Linked DNA regions of Pan troglodytes: regions 2 and 3 are each linked to region 1. A link is a contact called in public HiChIP or PLAC-seq data. All regions are on one chromosome and are shown on one strand. Each heading gives the region's core, a stretch centred on a gene start, on an enhancer-like site or on the middle of the called end of the contact. The rest is flanking DNA. Distances are from core to core; before and after follow the strand shown. Region 1 holds the start of DOK2 (docking protein 2). Region 2 holds the start of REEP4 (receptor accessory protein 4). Region 3 holds the start of GFRA2 (GDNF family receptor alpha 2).

Region 1 (2,580 bases), core at 40-2,539:
CTCGGTCTTGTGGAGGTATGAGTGGGAAAGCCATCTCTCTGGGTCAGATAAGGTCAGCCCCTGCATGCTGAGGCCAATTCCAGTCTTCCTCACTAGGAATTATCTGTTAGATAATGCCGGTTCCTGTTTTCCATTGGATTCCACTGTGGCTTCCTTTTAAGGCCCCCAGATTAGATCATAGCTGGATTCTGAGAGCACTGATTGTTTGAAGTTTGTATTTACAGGGGACTACCATCATATGCAAATGATGGTGGTAGTGAATTACACACCCTTGGTGGATGTAGTGGACCGGTGCTCAGCATTCATTTCGACTTCCGTCCTCCTAGTGGGTCTTCCTGGTTTGCAGAGGTAGGGCACCTGGAAACTACATTACCCAAACTTCCTTGCAGCTAGGGTTCTGTATGCAAATTAGGCTCTGCCAATTAGGCTGACTCAGAGAAGATTTAAGAGGCAGAAGATTTAAGTGGCAGAGCTTTTGACTGTTAACTTCTAGCGAGCATAGACCTTTTGAGATGTTGGGTTTTTGTTTTTCCCCAAAACCTCCCAGCGTCCTATCATTAGCTCCGAGCGTATAAAGAGGCAGGGTGATGGGGTCAGTGGCTTTCTGAACCTGGCATCGGGCAATGAAATATTCTCAGAGTCACAATTGCAATGGAAATTCTTTGGATTCCCTACTGGACTGAATAGAGGTAACAGTTTCACAGTGGGCCAGGCCCAAATTTCTGTCCACCCTCCCTTCCCCCACCCCCGCACCCCAACCTCCCCGTGTTTCTCCCTGTGTCTTCCCTTCCTCAGTAAATGGTACCACCATTCATCCAGTTGCTCCTAATAAACACTCAGGAGTTGATTCTTCAAGTCTTATCAGTCCCCAACATGCAAGTCACCTGCAAGTCCTGTTCAATCTATATCTAATATATACCCAATATGACCACTTCTCCATCCATCTCCACTGTTAACACCTTGGTCCAAGCCACCATTACCTTTCTCCTGTGCTCTGGTAATAGATTCCTAATTAGTTTCCCTGCTTCCTGTCTTGCCCCTTGATAACCCATTTTCCATATAGCTGGCTGCTGCAGAACATTATTTTATTTATTTGTTATTTTTTGAGACAGAGTCTTGCTCTGTTGCCCAGGCTGGAGTGCAATGGCGCCATCTCTGCTCACTGCAACCTCCGCCTCCCTGGTTCAAGCGATTCTCCTGCCTTAGCCTCCCAAGTAGCTGAGATAACATGCGCCCACCACCATACCTGGCTAATTTTTGGATTTTTAGTAGAGACAGGGTTTCACCATGTTGGCCAAGCTGGTCTGGAACTGCTGACCTCAGGTTATCCGCTCGCCTCTGCCTCCCAAAGTGCTGGGATTACAGGTGTGAGCCACTGCGCCTGGCCAGAACATTTTTTTAAAATCATAATTCAGATAATTTACACTCCTACTTAAAATCCTTAAGTGGCCTCATGTTGCATTTAGAATTCGAATCTTTGCTGTGGCTCAAGAGGTCGTATGAGCTGACCTCACTCTACCATGCCCCCTCTGGCTCAATGCTCTGTGGTCATTCTGGCCTTGCAGTTCTGCAAAGCCAGGATCTCCTGCCTCAGGGCCTTTGCACTTGCAGTAACTTCTGCCTGGATTGGTTTCCCTTCAGATCGTGAAATGGCTGGCTCACTCTCCTCATGGACTTTTCAGCTCACTTGTCACCTCTCAGAGAGCCTTTTCTCACCACCCTCTTGAAAGTTGTCCCCTGTGCCTATCACTATCACAGCATTGATCACTGTCCAAAACTACATATTATTACTCTTTCATTATCAGTCCCTCCAACTAAAAGCAGACATAGTATAAACAACGATTCTGTCTATGTTGTATCCCTAGTACCTCTGCACAGAGTAGATGCTCAGTAAATAATTGTTGAGGCGGGGCATGGTGGCTCACACCTTTAATCCCAGCACTTTGGGAGGCTGAGGGGGGTGGATCAACTGAGGTCAGGAGTTTGAGAGCAGCCTGGCCAACATGGTGAAACCCCATCTCTACTAAAAATAAAAAAAATTAGCCAGGCATGGTGGTGCGCGCCTGTAATCCCAGCTACTCAGGAGGCTGAGGCAGGAGAATGGCTGGAACCCAGGAGATGGAGGTTGCAGTGAGCCGAGATTGTGCCACTGCATTACAGCCTGGACGACAGAGTAAGACTCCATCTCAAAAAATAAATTTAAAAAACTGTTGAATGTATTAACTTCTTTATGTCTCATTCTAGGGTGCATGTGGGTTTCATATGAAGACATAAAGCATTCTAAATATTATGTCACTGTTAGGTAACATGTTATGTTATGTTATGTTATGTTATAGGCCCTTCCTCTCAGCGGGTTTCTAGAACTGGGTTCTCTCTTTCCTTAGTACTGAGAAAAGTGATAGACTTAATGGAGAAAGGGTGGGGGCTACAAATGAAGCTCAAGAGACTGGCATTGTCCCTCTCCCACACCCCACAGTCAGGGACCACTGGGGGTGGAAGGGGCAGGGATGGGATCCTTCAGAACACACGCTCACTGATTCTTTCGCTCAGTCCTTCACCTGTCTCAGGCCCACATCAGTT
Region 2 (2,580 bases), core at 21-2,520, 220 kb before region 1:
TAAGACCATATAATCACCGTGTGTTTATTTATCCCCCAGAAGCCTCCTTTCCCTGGCCCCATGATTACCTATTCCATCCTTATGATAGCTGGTGGGTGTTAACTGTGGCTCCAATAAAAAGCAGTAACTGCCTGTGTTTCCACCCCACATGCCCGGACAGCTTTGCTCCCACCCTCTGCAAGGTGGGGGACACTATTTTCAGAGGGAACAACAGAGGCAGTAAGCTGAAGATGTCAAAAAGAATGAAACCTCACAGGGCAAGTAGTAGAAGCAGCAACGTTTGCCTTCTTTTTTAGAGCCTTCCCCCTTCTTCCTGGCGTCTGCCTCCCTCCCAGAGGAACTTATCCGGTTCCATGGCCCTCTGCAGGGCCACTCAGCCTGCAGCTGCTGATCTCTCAGAAGACTGATCAAGCCAAGCATGTAGCCACCAGCCAGCAATAAATACCACTGGGTGATACAAGGAAAGTTACTTTTCACCACTGAGCATCCTATTTCCTACATGGTTAAAAGAAGTTTGCAAAGACTAAGACCTTGCGTGCAAACGTGCATTACAAAATGGCAATGGTTGATACTACTATTAAGGGCCCAGGGTTATTTGTGTACTTGGCTCAGAGGAATAGGTGGAATTTCAAACTTCTGCTGAAGAAGGAGTGTGGGAGCTGAGAGCTCTACCCAGAATGCCTCAAATCATCGCGGTCAGCCTGCCCCGGAGTCAGGGATCTGGAAAGGCATCCCAGAGAGAAGGGAACCCCTGAAACCTGGTGGGGCAAAAAGTCCCTCAGGTTCCCTCTCCCCCCACACCTCCCCTCTTTCCCTCCTGGACCCACTGGTGTGAGACCCGGACTTGCTGGCGCTCAGCCAAGCTTCCTTCCAGCTCCTGCCTGAGCCTGCAGAGGAGATCCTTCCCTCTACCCCACCAACCGCATCTCATGCCTTTACCCAGTTCACAGAGGGGAAAATGAGGCGAGAGGGAAAGACACCGGGAAAAGCCAGTGAAGGGTCGCGAAAACTCTGGAGTCCAGATTTCCTTTGTGTGCCGACCCCCGCACTCCCCCTGCTTTTTTGTTGCAGCTTCCCACACGCTAATCTTTCCGATTGGGAAGGTGACTCCACTGTGGGCCCCACGCGCGAGTCCCGCGGCACATCGCCCCTTTAAGGGGCCGGCCTCTCGCCTCCCTGACCTCGCCCCGCCCCCTCCGGGGCTACACTGCGCCTGCGTGGCGAGCCGGAGCCCTGGGGTTGGGCAGCACTCGGTTCCGTGCAACTTTCAAGTGAGTTGCGAACTCCGCCCTGTAGGCCGGTGCTGGTGGCCCGGCGCGCTGGAACCGCGGCGACCCGCTCCAGCGCGGGACCAGCAGCAAGGGCCGAGCGCCAGGTTCTCCGCGGCAGAAAGGGCGGGTGGGAGCTGTAACTGCCCCGGCCGCGGGGCGCGCCCGCTCCCAAGTCGGCTTCCTTCCCGCCGGGGACGCTTTGCCTCGGGTCTCCCCATTCTCCAGGTCCCCTGAACTGCACAGTCGGAGGCCGTGGGCGGCGGGCTCTGCCTCCGCCGAGGGACAGCCGGATCGCCCCTCTGCTTCCCGCAACTGCCCTGATCACCCCCCGTCCCAGCCCTTGAGTGAACGTCCTTCTGAGCGGCTTCCTGGGGTCCTCCCCACGTCCCAAAGGCCGGCAAGATGGTGTCCTGGATGATCTGTCGCCTGGTGGTGTGAGTATGGCCGCCCTCAGACCTCCTCTACCCCGGGGTGCCGTCCCGCCCCTGTGGTGGAAGCTGTGGACGTCTAGTGGGAGGAGGAACTTTCTGAGCTCCACCCTCCAGCACTCCATGCAAGGGTTAACGGACCTGTGGGCTTGCACGCGGTGTCTCGGGCACCGCAGGCTACCCGCCCCACCAAGCCTCGTTGGCTGAGAACGACCCCTGCCGCACGCCACACACACTGCAAACAGATGCGTGGAGCCGAGGGCCACAGGCCTACGTTGCTGCCCCTTGGCAAACACAAGGTGATATGGCACGTTGTGGGCGGAGAATCCAGGTGCCTGCTTGCCATCTGAGCAGTCACATGACTCACCATCCTATTCCTCACCTTTGAGTATGCCAACATCTGGCTCACATAGCCCTATCTGCAACCCGGCAGTGTCAGGTCTGGTGACCCTGGGCCTGATTGCATGCCCATGGGAGGGGACAGTCTGGTGTTCTCACCCACTTCGTGGAGTGGCTGTCCTCTCACTCCATCACGCACCCATGGGCCACCGGTGCAGGCCTGGGCAGGCTTGGGATGTTTGTAAACAGCAGGGTGGGGAGGTGGCCTCCAGGGCTCTGACTCAGGCACGGGTTGTACAAGCCAAGCGAGAAAAACAGGGTGGGTACTGCCACCTTGCACCCCAGTGGGGGGAAATGGCCACTTGGCAAGGTGGGAGTGGGGCATGGTGCCCCTCACACTCCCCATGGCTGCTCTTCCAGGCTGGTGTTTGGGATGCTGTGTCCAGCTTATGCTTCCTATAAGGCTGTGAAGACCAAGAACATTCGTGAATATGTGAGCGTGGGGGTTTGGGTGTGTTTAATAGGACTTGGTGAGGTGGGGA
Region 3 (2,580 bases), core at 22-2,521, 130 kb after region 1:
GAGCAGCCGCCTTCCCGCCTAAATCCTCAAGATGGAAGTTGCTCCCTCTAGCTTTCCCAATAGCTAAGGCTGCTGGTTTTGTTAGTGACCCCTCCCTTCTCGTCCAAGTCGATTTCTAGCATTTACTGGATTCCAGAGTCTTGTTATTTAAGAATGCATCTTAAACGGTACTATCAAATTCATGTTACGTGCAGCCCAGATTGTTTTGGGCAGCACGAAAAGTTTCTGAGGCGCTGCGTGTACCCCACCCCAGGACACCGTGTGTGCGCGCCGAGCTGAGTGCGAGGAACGTGGCGCGAGGGCCGGGGGATGCCGGGCTGCGTCGGTGTGAGCCCTCGCGCGACCGCGACCCCGCGCCTCTCCCGCTCTCGCCGGAACGTGACCGCAGCCGCACCTCTCCTCTAGCCCTTTCCCAGCCAGACGCTTCCTTTTTGGTCCTTCTGGGCGTTTATTGTAAATTCTGCGACTAAAACACGCCGGTGAGCCCGGCCCACCGACAGATGGATCAATCGCCCCCTTCCCGGCTAGGGGAGGAGGAACCCCCCAACCCCGGAGCCTAGGGAGCCGGGAGCTGCCTCGGGACGAGCTCCTCGGAGCCCAACCGGCTGCGGAGCCCCGGCCCGGGTCGGTCTCGGGGCGCTCCTGCCGGGGTGGGGTGCGAGCCCCTGCCCGATCCCTCTGGGGCGGTTCAGGCAGGTTTGCCGGCCACCGAGGAGGTGGTCAGGGCGCCCTGGCCCAGCAGGCTTCTTCCCGAGCCGGGGGAGGGGAGACCGGCTGGGGAAGGGGCATCTCGAAGGGGTGGAGGCCGGGGCGGGCGGGAGGCAAGCGCGCCGCGGGCGTGAGGGCAAAGTTCCCGAGGTCCGCGCGGAGAGCACACGTGTATGTGCGCGCGGGGCTAGGCCGGGGCCGGCAGGCTGCGTTGGGTTCGGGGGCGCGCGGGGCCGGCGCCGAAGGGGATAATTCCTTTCCCTGGCACCATCGGGGAGACGCTTTGTCGGCCTCGGCTCCTGGGCGCAGGGACGCCTTAGCCCACGGAGGGTGGAGCCCCCCTCAGACCCGGGCCACCGGCTGGGGTTTTTCTAACGCCCTGCCCCCCGAGCCCCCGGATGGCTCGGGCCCCACGGACTCCGCGCCCTCCAGCCTCAGCTCGGCTCCCCAGGCTTCCCAGACCCGGCGGCGCAGGGGGCGGGGGCAGGGGCAGTGGGGGTTGGAGGGCGCAGCCCGTCCCCAGGGTGGGGAGAGCTGCGGGGGGAGGAGGAGGAGGGTGCCGACGCTTGAGTGGGTTCGAGCCCGAGCCGTAGCCGGGGGAGCCAGTCAGTTTCCGGCCAAGGCAGCAGGTCAGTCCCAGGAAGGGCGGGCGATTGAGCCGAGGGAGCCGGCGGCTGGGCTCTCCTCTCGGCCCGCGATCCCCGGCGCCGCCGCCGCCGCCACCGCCACCGCCACCGCCTTGTCGCCGCCGCCGCTGCAGAGCATCGTAGCTCCGCCGCGCTCCCGCGCCCCGCGCCGCCAGCCGCCTGGGAGCCCGAGCGCCGAGCCCGGGGCGGAGGAGAGGGGCGCTGGCGCGAGAGCCCGGGCGAGGGAGCCGCGAAGGGAGAAGGGGGCGGGCGGAGGGAGGAGCAGGGAGAGTGGGAGAAGGGGGAGGGAGAGAGGAGAGCGAGGGAGAGCTAGAGAGAGCGAGAGCAAAGAGCGAGCGAGGGAGAGGAGAGAGAGAGAGAGAGGAGAGAGAAAGACACACGCACGCAGAGACACACGGTCACTGGAATTCCATTAGAAAAAAGTGAGCCGAGCAAGGGTTAGCGGGAGAAGATTTTTTTGAATCTTGTCTTCGTCTTGGTGCGAAAGAAGCGACTCCAGTCTCTCGTCCTCGAAGCTCCGACTGGATTGTTCTTGGGCGCTGACACCCGTCTGTGGATTTCTTTTCTATTTGCATTTTATTCCGACCCCCTCCCTCGCCGCTTCCTTCCAGCCCTTCACTCGCAAATCGCCTCTCTCCCCACCTCCCCAGGCCCCTCCTGGGAAGCGCAGGGGAATTGGACCCGCGGGGACTCACGCCTTCCCGGACGATTGGAGGGGAGGGCTGACCCTAGGACTGGGCTGTTGGCTTAGAAAGCCGATACACAGATACGCGTATATTTGACTGTAGCAGGCAAGGGGGGCGTCGAGAGGCAGCAGCCCATCGCCCGCCTCTCACCCCACCCCCTCCAGCCAGAGGCGAGAATCGCAGGACTCGGGATCTTCATCGGGTGGACTAGCTGGGATCTCCGCATTGGATTTGGGGCTGATTACCACTGCTTGGCTATTATTATTGTTGTTGTTACTACTATTATTTTTTTTTTACCCAAGGGAGAAAGACAAAAAAAACGGTGGGATTTATTTAACATGATCTTGGCAAACGTCTTCTGCCTCTTCTTCTTTCTAGGTGAGTACCTGCGGGCGGCGAGCTCGAGGGGGAGGCGAGAAGCCGGAGAGGCGGGGGGCGAGCGGAGCGCCGGTGGGGGGCTGGCGGGAGGTCGGCGGGGAGAGCGCGCCGTGGAGCTAGCCGGGCCCGGTGCTGGCGAACCGAGCGGGGCCGGGCGGCAG

What was found. HiChIP or PLAC-seq counts read pairs in DNA pulled down with a chosen protein or histone mark.
Region 2: a contact with region 1 is called in an H3K4me3 HiChIP or PLAC-seq map of stem cell-derived excitatory neurons, with 3 times the contacts expected there. The contact joins the promoter of REEP4 here to the promoter of DOK2 in region 1. A contact is called at or near these places in 1 of 7 Hi-C or Micro-C datasets (stem cell-derived neural progenitor cells) and 1 of 1 datasets of contacts at active chromatin or transcription factors (stem cell-derived excitatory neurons).
Region 3: an H3K4me3 HiChIP or PLAC-seq map of stem cell-derived excitatory neurons shows a contact between it and region 1, with 4 times the contacts expected there. The contact joins the promoter of GFRA2 here to the promoter of DOK2 in region 1. A contact is called at or near these places in 2 of 7 Hi-C or Micro-C datasets (both in induced pluripotent stem cells) and 1 of 1 datasets of contacts at active chromatin or transcription factors (stem cell-derived excitatory neurons).

Annotation. Positions count from the first base shown.
Region 1 is chr7:30,245,476-30,248,055 of NHGRI_mPanTro3-v2.0_pri, reverse strand. It overlaps DOK2 (docking protein 2), which reads left to right and starts at 1,289. Exons shown (of 5, transcript XM_519640.7): 1 at 1,289-2,580. XPO7 (exportin 7) reads right to left here and starts at 359. Exons shown (of 28, transcript XM_063816905.1): 1 at 1-359.
Region 2 is chr7:30,470,026-30,472,605 of NHGRI_mPanTro3-v2.0_pri, reverse strand. REEP4 (receptor accessory protein 4) reads left to right here and starts at 1,270. Exons shown (of 8, transcript NM_001246540.1): 1 at 1,270-1,705; 2 at 2,459-2,531. The coding sequence starts at 1,674.
Region 3 is chr7:30,117,033-30,119,612 of NHGRI_mPanTro3-v2.0_pri, reverse strand. GFRA2 (GDNF family receptor alpha 2) reads left to right here and starts at 1,271. Exons shown (of 10, transcript XM_016959184.4): 1 at 1,271-1,337; 2 at 2,344-2,419. The coding sequence starts at 2,380.